Linked DNA regions of Mus musculus: region 1 is linked to region 2. Evidence: chromatin contacts called from public HiChIP or PLAC-seq data. All regions are on one chromosome and are shown on one strand. Each heading gives the region's core, a stretch centred on a gene start, on an enhancer-like site or on the middle of the called end of the contact. The rest is flanking DNA. Distances are from core to core; before and after follow the strand shown.

Region 1 (5,199 bases), core at 912-3,411, 230 kb before region 2:
CCCTTCTTCCATGTCCTTTATATAGGCTTCCAGCAGAAGATGTTTATTTAGATTAAAGGTAGATCTTCCTTCTCAAAAGATTTGGGTAAAGATGTATCTGTCTTCACACCCTGAAGGTCAGGGTGAGAAGTGGGTCTTCTCACTTGAAATGATTTAATAAAGAAAAAAATCTCTCACAGGCATACCTAGCCCTTTGGGTTTTAGTTAATTCTACATGTAGTGAAGTTTACAACTAAGATTAGATTAGGCATCACACTAGTCCTCCTGAAAAGCTACATATAATCTCATTACTCAGGAAGCCAAGGCAGTAGGATTGTTGTAAGATTGAAGCCAGTCTGGTCTCAATAGAAAATTCCCTGCCAGCCAGGGCTACACAGAGAGACTCTACCTCAAAGCAAAATAACAACAAAAATACTCCCCTCCCTCAGCATGCATACACAGACACAGACACAGACACAGACACAGACACAGACACACACACACACACACACACACACACACACACACACACACACACACAGAAATGCTTGTACATTTCTGCTAGGAAGAAGTGTGAAAGTGATATTAGATGAAAGTGAAATCCAAGATAATAGCCTTTTGTTACAAGGGAGACTCCAGTATGTAATGGTTTTTTGACATAAATGTGTAATATCAAAAATGGAAGCAGTTTACAATCTGGAATAGATTTATTCCTAGTTTATTCCCTAGGTTTCATTAAATACTTGCGTGAAGATGTTAGGCCCATTCTTGTTTTTATTTCTGACCCTCTTGTGAGAGACACTTTTTCTCAAGAGTGTCCCCTTCAGTCTTCTTCCTCTGCCCTTCAAACTGGTTATGAAACCATGTTTGCTGTTGAGCTTCCTCAATACATGCTGCTTAACTCATTCCTTTTTTTTTCCTTCTTGCTTCACCAAAAAGCGGTCTTGAATTTAAGTATGTATATTGCCCTTACCATAAGGCCTAGCTAATTAAAAACTTGGATTTTGTTCCCTTTCTTTCCTTAAGTCCTGAGGAAAAAGTAAGGTAGTCTCGGAAGTAGTCTTCAGCTTCCCTTTGAGGTTGATGACAGCTGATGTCTCCTCCTCACTCTCCCCTGGGCTGATGCTTCCCTGAGTTGACAGTAGCTGATGCCTTTCACTCACAGTCTCTTCCCGGGCTATGGCTTTCTGTTTCTTCTTTGTTCTCATATGGAGAAATAGGAAATAGGAGTATGTTTGAAAATAATGACAGTTCATGGTGTCTCAGTGTGAACTAACTGAATGAGCCAGTGAGTATTCAAGAATGTATGATCACACCACCCAGGAGCTGGTGTGATATAACTCCCGTGGACTTTTTTGAAGCTGGGTTTAACTGCCTTCATGCTAAGGATCATTCAGAGGTGGGGTGGCTGTTACTATTGTCCTTTGGGATGTCCTGCCTAAAATGGGGAATATTTACCTCATAAGGTAGTAGAGAATTTTAAAGTCAACTTTGGTAAAGTCTCTAACATGGTGCTTGGCACATAGTAGGGTGTGTTAATTTTTCTCCCTTCCCTGCAGGCCACTCACCTGCTCTCCCTGTACGATTTTCCATAGCACAGTTTTTACTTGGAACCAGTCTTCTGCCAAGAGTCTCAGTTTGGTTGTGTACTCCTACAACTACTACTTTTGACTTGGCTTCCTCTCCAGCCACACAGTCGCCTGTTGTACCAGCTGGGTGGTGTGAGTCCCCAGCCTCAGAGGAAGCTTGTTACTTTCCAGTCAGCTGTGTTTCTCTGACAGTGTGCCGTCCTTGGTAACTTGGTTTTCTTTACCACTGTTAAATTATCTGTGATCCTGAAATTGGAATTAGAATTAGAAATTTAAGTTGCTAAAGTAGGCCACCTAGAGGTATAACTGAGCGGGCAAAAATGCTCTGGTGAGGTCAACAACAGCTTTTGCACTGTTTTGAGCAATATGAGTATTTAAAGAGTTGAGAGCGAAACACGTTCAAAGGAAGTAAAGTTGCTAAGTAACTGGGAGTTTTGTATAATTTTCTGTAAGTCAACACATAGCATTCCCAACTTGTTTTACCTGCATTGGCTGTGGCATTTCAGTATCATTTCACAAGTGAGGACGGTATGGTTGTAGCATGGCTAGAGACTGTGTGGGGTAGGATCCAGAGGTGCTGCAGAGAGCTCAGCTTCATTCTCCACATAGGTGTCCTCAGCTCGGAAGGAACTGAACTTTCTGCCACAAACATAGTCTGTTGACACCATAAACATATGTTTTAAGACACTGCTGAATATTGTTTTGAGGTAGAAAGGTAAAAATCCTACCTTTCACCTCAGATGCTCTTCCCCTTACAGAGCTTGCGTTTCATCCCTTGTTGACTTGTGGATGACTCAGAACTTTGAAGTGGTGGATATCAGAAATGGGGTGGAGATATTAGACTGGGGGTGTCATTTGTGCTATAGCCCGTGACTTCCTGTTTTCTGTGCTTCTGTGAGTTTCCAGCTTTCATTTAGTATATATTGATTCTGCAAATCAGTCATCCCCTTAGCTAGTGGTTGAAAAGAATATTTTCTGTCTGACTTACACATGACCTTGGATTCATATACTAACACAGGTAAGTCAGGGCTGGAGAACCAGTCTGTCCCTCTAAGCTATAAAGACAGCTTCTATGTAGAATTAATTTATTCCCACCAAATATAAAACAAAAGTTAATAACTTTTTTAAGAAATGAAAATTGTTTTATATTTAAGATTATTGGATAATATGTGATGCTTTATTGAGTAATTAAAATCATTTCATACTTAAATTTACCTAGTCAGGTTGAAGGAAAGGAAAATGTGCTAGGGATAGAGTAAGAGGAGAGTTGTTGGTGATAACCCTGTGACCTTACTGGGTGTGGTCACATTCCACATAGCAGATACTATAAGGCTCTATAGTGACTCTTCCCTGTGAGCTTCTGAGAGCAAGAACTAAAGCACAGTAAACTGAGGAAGTTCTTGGATGTTACAATTAGACTTAGTTTTTAGTCCTGCCTTCTAAGTTAACTATCTTCCTAGGAAGATTTAATTTCTGGCCTCCAGTCCCATTTGTGGATTGTGATGTTAAAGTTATGTCATAAGGTGATAACAAGAACTACTTATGATTATGAATATAAGCAGTTACTTAGCATGGTGATTGAAACACAGCATGTAATCAATAAATGTTGGTTCCTGTAGTTATTGGACTAGCAAATGGAGGGATGAGGATCTGTGAGTGAAGCCAGTTAGTAGGAAAGAGAACATTAATAAGCCATTCACACCTTATTTACTTGACTTTGAGCTTTTGGTATTGTTATTTTTCCTTTGCCTTGTTGGAAAACACCTAAGTAGACATCACTATCTTTGTTCTTTGGAACAACTTTGTCTGTCACTTTCACTTCTGTTAGGAAGGAGTCATCTTTGTGTGCAGTGTGCACTGTGATGGTCAGAGTACCCGAGCAGCTATGTAGAACTGAAGGCTTATAGTATCTGCTATGTGGAATGTGACCACACATGAGGGACACATGAGTACACATGTAGGCTTATGTGGCCTGTGTGCGAGTAATCTCACCTCATCCAGTCCCAGTCTTGCTGACTTGGAAACACCCTACATAAATCTCAGACACTGACTCTGTATATCGTGTGTACATATGTGACTGCCATGAGTTCAATTTATTTTGTTCTATTTTTATTAAAGATCATCAGTACATATCTGAGGTATTTTTGAGACAGCCATGGAGGCTTGACATTTGAGAATAGAACTCTTAAGAAAAGCTGGATTCCTCATCAGGATAGAAAGCAATGTGGTTATCAGGGCACGAATTTTTACCACATTAGAATCAAAGTTGCAAAAATGTTAACAATTTTTAACCAACATTTTTTTGTTTAAGTCACTGTGGTAAGAAGGCATTATGTCACAGTGTAATTAGCAGTTTTTTCCTCTGTGATACAGGAAGAATAGTGTGCCCTGAAGTCTGATAGAGTGCCTCAGTTGTGAGACAGAATTCCTGTGAGATTACAGTTGGGTAGTCTGTCTTGCCTTGGGCTAACAGTTTCAGGAAGGAGAGATTACAGGAGTGACCAAGGCTACAGCAATTTCCTCACTCAAGCCTCATAGCCCACAGCTACCTTTGCCCCCTGGCAGAGCCTGCAGTTTCTTCCTCTAGAGAGAAGCTGTTCCTCGATATATGCATTAATTAACACAGTTCTGTCTGTTGGTGGAGGTCAAATTCTGTCTCTTTTTGAGGCCCCAGAAATTTAGCATTAAATCATTATTATGATAAATAATACAAAATGAATTTTAAGGGAAAGAAGGTGTGTTATAGAGATGAAGTATCATGGCACTGGGTCAGAGCAGTGAGCAGAATCAGGCTTGCTGTGTATATTCCATGTATGATCTTGAGCAAACTCCTTGTCCTTTCTTTACTGTAGTTTTTTCATTGCAAAGTGGGGTAAGTGCCTTCAACTAGAGTCATAATAACTATGATAAAACATTTACTGTGCTTAATATAGTGCCTTACATGTGAACAGTTAGATGCTATAAAGCTGATTAAAATGTTTTTGCAATTGAAACTCATCTGTTACTCTTAATCCATTATTTGATAATATATAAAATATGACATTTTTAAAAAGCAAGAGAAAAGATAAGGTTTAGATATACCATAGTGATATCTGCCTGTAATCTTAGCATTCACAGCATCTTTTAGGCTGAGGCAGGAGAATTGTGAATTTGAGGACATCCTGGTCTACAGATTAAATTCAATAACAGGACCCCATCTCAACAAACAAAGAAATAAGATCAATGTAATTCATAATCTTAGGACACATTTGGTATATATAATATATTCTAATCTATGTGCTTGAGTGATCAGAATTAAAAATAAACTCAAGTGTTTAGAGAAAACGTGCTACAGATCAGGCTTCTGAGGCTAATATGAATATAGTTTTTGATTTTTAACTGTTACTGGTAAGTATGAGAAAGGCTGGAGGGGATTAAAAGCTTGCAAAAGATGGAGAATGTCTAAGGAGACACCTTAGAGAAAAGAGGATTCTTTTTGGATTTTATGAACCTTTGCATCATAAAAATTATATCCAGAGTTACAGCATCTGTTCACAGTATGATGACCAACCATAGCTTAAGGTTGATCTTTTGATTTGTAAGAGGAAGTTTTTATTATTTGTGTTCTGTTTTAGTGTTCAGTCACCAGTGA
Region 2 (5,592 bases), core at 602-3,101:
TTTGTTTCCATATTTCTTTGTACTCTAGCTCAGTATTGTTCTAGTTCACACTTCATCCCCTTTCCAAACTGTTTTTCTTCCTCTTTCTCTTTAGTTATCCTATTCCATTGTTTGTGTGTCCCTAAGATGATGTCTCTAACAACCTTTTCTGCCAGAATTGCTCCTGTATGCTCAGCCTGAAGGATCCTAATCTTGTGTTCTACAGCAAAAGACACCAGGAGCAACTGGCGGCACCTGTTGAGAACTTCACACTTGTAGCTTTGGGATTTTGTATTGTGATGGCTTTTCCATCACATCAGAAGGTTTTCACACCTAAGCAGGTAGTGGGGTGACACAGACATGTTAATGTGTTTGACTCAGGCTTGACTAGCTCCTGTCTTCTGCAGTGTTTCTTCTCAAGAAGATGCTTTATCAGGCTGGAGAGATGGCTCAGCGGTTAAGAGCACTGACTGCTCTTCTGAAGGTCCTGAGTTCAAATCCCAGCAACCACATGGTGGCTCACAACCATCTCATAGTGAGATCTGATGCCCTCCTCTGGTGTGTCTGAAGACAGCTAGGGTGTACTTACATGTACTAATAAATAAATCTTAAAAAAAAAAAAGAGAGAGGCTTTATCAACTCCATGTAGGCTTCATGGGCTACAAAATTTCTGGGTACTGCCCTTCCTCCTACCTTATTATCCAAGCATCTCTCCATATGGATGATTTAAAAAGAATGGCATTGAGTCTGGTATTCCTTTTTACTTTTCCCAGGAAAATAAGTGTAAGTCCACAACTGAATCAGGTGTCTGTGTTGCTCAGAGTGCTCACCCAGGCCTTGTGAGTTAGTGTGGGGAGTTAGGAGAGGTTATGGTGCAGAAATAGGGAATGCATCTCTAGGGAAGGAGCTTGCTCTTACGTTGTAAATGAAAAAGAAAAGCCAAGGTTCCTTTTTTTCCTACCTCTAGGAAAATTTAAAATTGCACCAGACCATACACCAAGCAGGTTTTCAAATATGACTATAGAATCAACTCTGGACTTACAGCTTAGGGAACTTTCTCAGACCTACAACCTATTTTTTTTTCACTCTCTTTACGTTTTTGGTTAATATTTTCAATTAGCAGCCAAATCCATTATGATATTTTCATACACATGTATTAACGTACTTTGCTCATATGTCTCCCTCCCCCATCACCCACCCCCCCTTTGCTGTTTCTTATTGGCCACTTTAGTCCCTTCATAGTCTCTCTTCTGCTTTCAGAGTTCACTAGCCAAGAAACCCTGTGCTACACCCACCCCCACATGCCCTATTTGTAAGAGAAAAAGTGACTGGTCTAAAAAGTATAGACTGCTTCATAAGTTTGTGTATCATCTTTGTGTCTCTATTGTTCTGAGTTTAGTATATGTGAAAACAGAAGTGAGGAGTACAAACCCTTCAAGCTGAAATAAAATCACGTTACATGTTTTATATCTTGCTCTTTGGAGAATATAATGCAAACCTTGATTTTTCATATATTTCTATCTGTGGAGGGAAACATCAGGCTAGGGCTGACAAGTCCAGTGCTCCATACACCATGGAAGGTGTTGGAGGATTCTCTTCTCCGTGTTCCATATTCAGAGAGCAAGGAAAGATAGCAGTGCTCTGCCTCGCTGTCCATGAGATGAGAACACAGAGAGAGCTGTGAGGACAATGCAGTGAAGCCTGGCACTGCCTGGCCCCTTCTCCTGGCGAGCAAGTGGACTGCAAGCTGCTATTATTATTTGATGTTGGTGTGAGCTTGAAAGAGCCCAAGCGGCTGCTGAGGGATCAGGCAGACCTTGTCAGGGGAAGCCATGTATAAATAGCTGAAAGCTGTTTGCTGAGCAGTGAGTCATCAGGATCCTCAGGTTCCTTGGACCAGCTAGCCCTGAAGTGAAAGCAAATCCCACTGTGGTGTGTGTGTATGGGGGGTGGGGGTGGGGGTGGGGCTGCTGACACGATGCTTGAGAACAACTATGAAGGACAATGCGACCTGGTTCTGAGGATGCTGTCACTAACCCAGAATGTTCTGGGCTCTGTCTGAAGATACAAAATTCCAGTTCAAATGATCAGTATCATGGATGGAGTTGTCACAGGCCTTCTGGGCTCCTGTACTGGTCCAGCAGGTTCTGTCTGTCCATTCCCAGATTCTAAGAACCTGATCCTCTGAACCAAGACGGTCGAGTTAGTAGCAGGGCTTAAAACTCTTTGGTGCCTGCTCCCTCATAGAATCTTCTAGGAGTTATTTGTAACACTTAATGGACAAAAGATCAGGATCCAAAATATGTGAAGGTAATTCCTACAGATGGATAAGAAAAAGACAAGTCAGTGGAAAAAAATCAGTAGAAAAGGAAGCATAGGAAAAATGTGGAAAAGGACATAAAAGAGCATTTCATAAAAAGATAAGCAGCCAGTAAACTTAGAAAAATACTTAATAGCAAACAAAGAACTAGAAATTGAGAAACCACTAGCGGCTATCAGTTTATATTCATTTAATTGGCAGAAGTAAACACCGCACAGTGTGGCTGAGGCTATGGTGTAGAGAGAATTTTCACACGATGCTGTAAGCAAAAGAAACTGGTCCAAGTTCATCAGAGACCAATTTATCATCCTTTGGCAAAGCTGAACGGTTCTGAAGTTCAGTAATGATGCTAGAAGGAATAGAAGGAAGTGTGTACAACATCGTTATTTACAAATAGTAAAAATTCAGGCATCAGCAGCAGATTAGGCAATATAAATTTCAGCCTTCTCCTAAAACAAAATACATGCAGTGAATCTGGAGAATGCAGTGCCACATGTCAATGTTGATGGATTTTGATGAATAAAGTTAGGAAAGAATGCATTTAGTGTGATCTTAGTCATACAAGATGGAACCACAAGCTAAAACCAACAATATCCTGCTCAAAGATATGGGGTAGTACGGAGCAGAAAATAAGAAATTAAATAACTTGAAAATTAGGATAAAAGCTTCCTATGGTGATTAATTGTCAACTTGACAGAGTCTGGACAGGGAGGATTAACCGAGTGGACCCTTCCCCAGAGTGACAGAACCTTCCAGTATGTTCCAGATATAAGGAGCTCTGAGGAAAAAATAATGCTTCCCATTTGTCTGAATATGCTTCTTGCCTATAACTGTCTGTTGCCATCAGCACCATCAGACTTCAACTTCCTCTGCCTTTCAATGTGGACTGAAGGCTGGAGACTCTCTGGAAATCTTCTCAGCCTTCAGTGCAAACTGGGACTGCAGAGGCATCCAGCTTCATGGACCGAGAAGCTGATGAGTATTTAATCTCTCTAATATGTAGATGACTCTTGTTGGACTACCAAGCCTCTATTGTATAAGCCATTCTAGTAAATTCTCTCTTATCATGTATATGATAATATATATACTTATACATACACACATATATGAAAACATACATGCATTACCAGTTCTATTCCTATAGAGAGCCCTGCTTGATAATGCTGTCTGTGGTGGATGGAAAGTTGAGGGAGACGTAGCGATGGATAAGTAGGAGTCCCTTCACTGATGATGAGCAGTTGGCTAAGCTAGGTAGCGGTCACAGATGTTTGTTTCATTATGATTTAAGCCGTATGTTAGACTATGTGGTATTTAAACTATATGTGTATGTGTGTATGTATATGTATATTTGTATACACACATCTACAACTTTTCAAATGGAGCAGAAAGGAGAAGAAGAAACGATAGGCTGGGTGGTGGTGGCGCATGCCTTTAATGCCAGCAGGTAGGTGGATTTCTGAGTTCGAGGCCAGCCTGGTCTACAAAGTGAGTTCCAGGACAGCCAGGGCTACACAGAGAAACCCTGTCTCGATAAAACAAAAAACAAAAAAAAGAAAGAAAGAAAGAAAGAAAGAAAGAAAGAAAGAAAGAAAGAAAGAAAGAAAGAGAGAAAGAAAGAAACAACAGGCAGTGTCTTGAGTCCCCATCTGAGGACTTCAGCATTGTGAATGGCATCTGTAGGGAGCAACGAGGTGAAGTCTGCTCTGACTGCAGTGTATCCAGGCTCACACTGGGGCTCTCTCTATGTCTCCATCTTGATAATGCATGATTCTCCTAGCTGTGTACTCAGGGATTGCTTCCTGGGGCAGGCAATGCTGGAGTTGTTTTCTGAAGTGTGGAAGACAGCATGCCCAAGAGCACAGAGGCTTGCAGTATGATACATTACAGTTTACTAAATATGTATTGAGGTCTTATTGAAAAAGAATCTGGGGCTGAAGAGATGGCTCAGTGGTTAAGAACACTGGCTGCATTTACACAATGGAGTACTACTCAGCTATTAAAAAGAATGAATTTATGAAATTCCTAGGCAAATGGATGGACCTGGAGGGCATCATCCTGAGTGAGGTAACCCAATCACAAAGGAACTCAAATGATATGTACTCACTGATAAGTGGATATTAGACCAGAAACTTAGGATACCCAAGATATAAGATACAATTTGCTAAACACATGAAACTCAAGAAGTACGAAGACCAAAGTGTGGACACTTTGCCCCTTCTTAGAATTGGGAACAAAACACCCATGGAAGGAGTTACAGAGACAAAGTTTGGAGCTGTGACGAAAGGATAGACCATCTAGAGACTGCCATATCTGGGGATCCATCCCATAATCAGCTTCCAAACACTGACACCATTGCACACACTAGCAAGATTTTGCTGAAAGGACCCTGATATAGCTGTCTCTTGTGAGATTATGCCAGGGCCTAGCAAACACAGAAGTGGATGCTCACAGTCAGCTATTGGATGGATCACAGGGCCCCCAATGGAGGAGCTAGAGAAAGTACCCAAGGAGCTAAAGGGATCTGCAACCCTATAGGTGGAACAACATTATGAACTAACCAGTACCCTGGAGCTCTTGAATCTAGCTGCATATGCATCAAAAGATGGCCTAGTCGGCCATCACTGGAAAGAGAGGCCCATTGGACTTGCAAACTTTATATGCCCCAGTACAGGGGAATGCCAGGGCCAAAAAGTGGGAGTGGGTGGGTAGGGGAGTGGAGGAGGGTATGGGGGACTTTTGGGATAGCATTGGAAATGTAAATGAGGAAAATACCTAATAAAATATTAAAAAAAAAAAAAAAAAAAGAACACTGGCTGCTCTTCCAGAGGTCCTGAGTTCAAATCCCAGTAACGACATGGTGGCTCACAACCATCCATAGTAAGATCTGATGCCCTCTTCAGAGGTGTCTGAAGACAGCTACAGTGTACTTACATATAATAAGGAAATAAATCCTCTTAAAAAGAAAAAGAAAAAGAATCTGTAAGAGAAAAAAAATAAAGGATGGGCACATATAAAGCTGAATTCTAAAACAGTCTCAGTTTGCATAAATGGAAAAAAGTGATGTTGGGATGACTTATTTAGTCTGAAGAGTCAGGACAATATTAGAGTCAGTGTGTCTAAGCTGGGAAGAGAGGAAGAACCATCCATTGAACTCTAGTGTGGCCTCCAGCTGGGCCCTTACTTATCTAGGCTGGGGGAGGGGCAGTGTTAGAAGGATGCTGGGCAAAGAACATAGAGGAAATGACCAGGTTCATCAGGGAATGCTGAGTGCTCCGTAATCGGCTAGTAAACAA

The links. HiChIP or PLAC-seq counts read pairs in DNA pulled down with a chosen protein or histone mark.
Region 1: a FOXA1 HiChIP or PLAC-seq map of pancreatic cancer cells shows a contact between it and region 2. The contact joins two enhancer-like sites. A contact is called at or near these places in 2 of 15 datasets of contacts at CTCF or cohesin (both in the NIH/3T3 cell line), 5 of 115 datasets of contacts at active chromatin or transcription factors (embryonic basal ganglia, embryonic stem cells, extraembryonic endoderm stem cells and 2 more) and 3 of 9 other capture datasets (adipose tissue, liver and pancreatic islet).

The regions. Positions count from the first base shown.
Region 1 is chr6:47,558,278-47,563,476 of GRCm38.p6, reverse strand. Ezh2 (enhancer of zeste 2 polycomb repressive complex 2 subunit) reads left to right here. Exons shown (of 20, transcript NM_007971.2): 4 at 5,183-5,199. Among named protein-coding and RNA genes, the nearest start is that of Ezh2, 34 kb to the left of the region's middle. Within about 2 kb of position 2,161, at least 55 of the 459 cell types and tissues checked have an H3K27ac peak or open chromatin away from gene starts, as enhancers often do. A contact at or near this core is called in pancreatic cancer cells and trophoblast stem cells, where this site is marked.
Region 2 is chr6:47,329,375-47,334,966 of GRCm38.p6, reverse strand. No RefSeq gene overlaps it. Among named protein-coding and RNA genes, the nearest start is that of Gm35280, 75 kb to the right of the region's middle. Within about 2 kb of position 1,851, at least 41 of the 459 cell types and tissues checked have an H3K27ac peak or open chromatin away from gene starts, as enhancers often do. A contact at or near this core is called in pancreatic cancer cells and trophoblast stem cells, where this site is marked.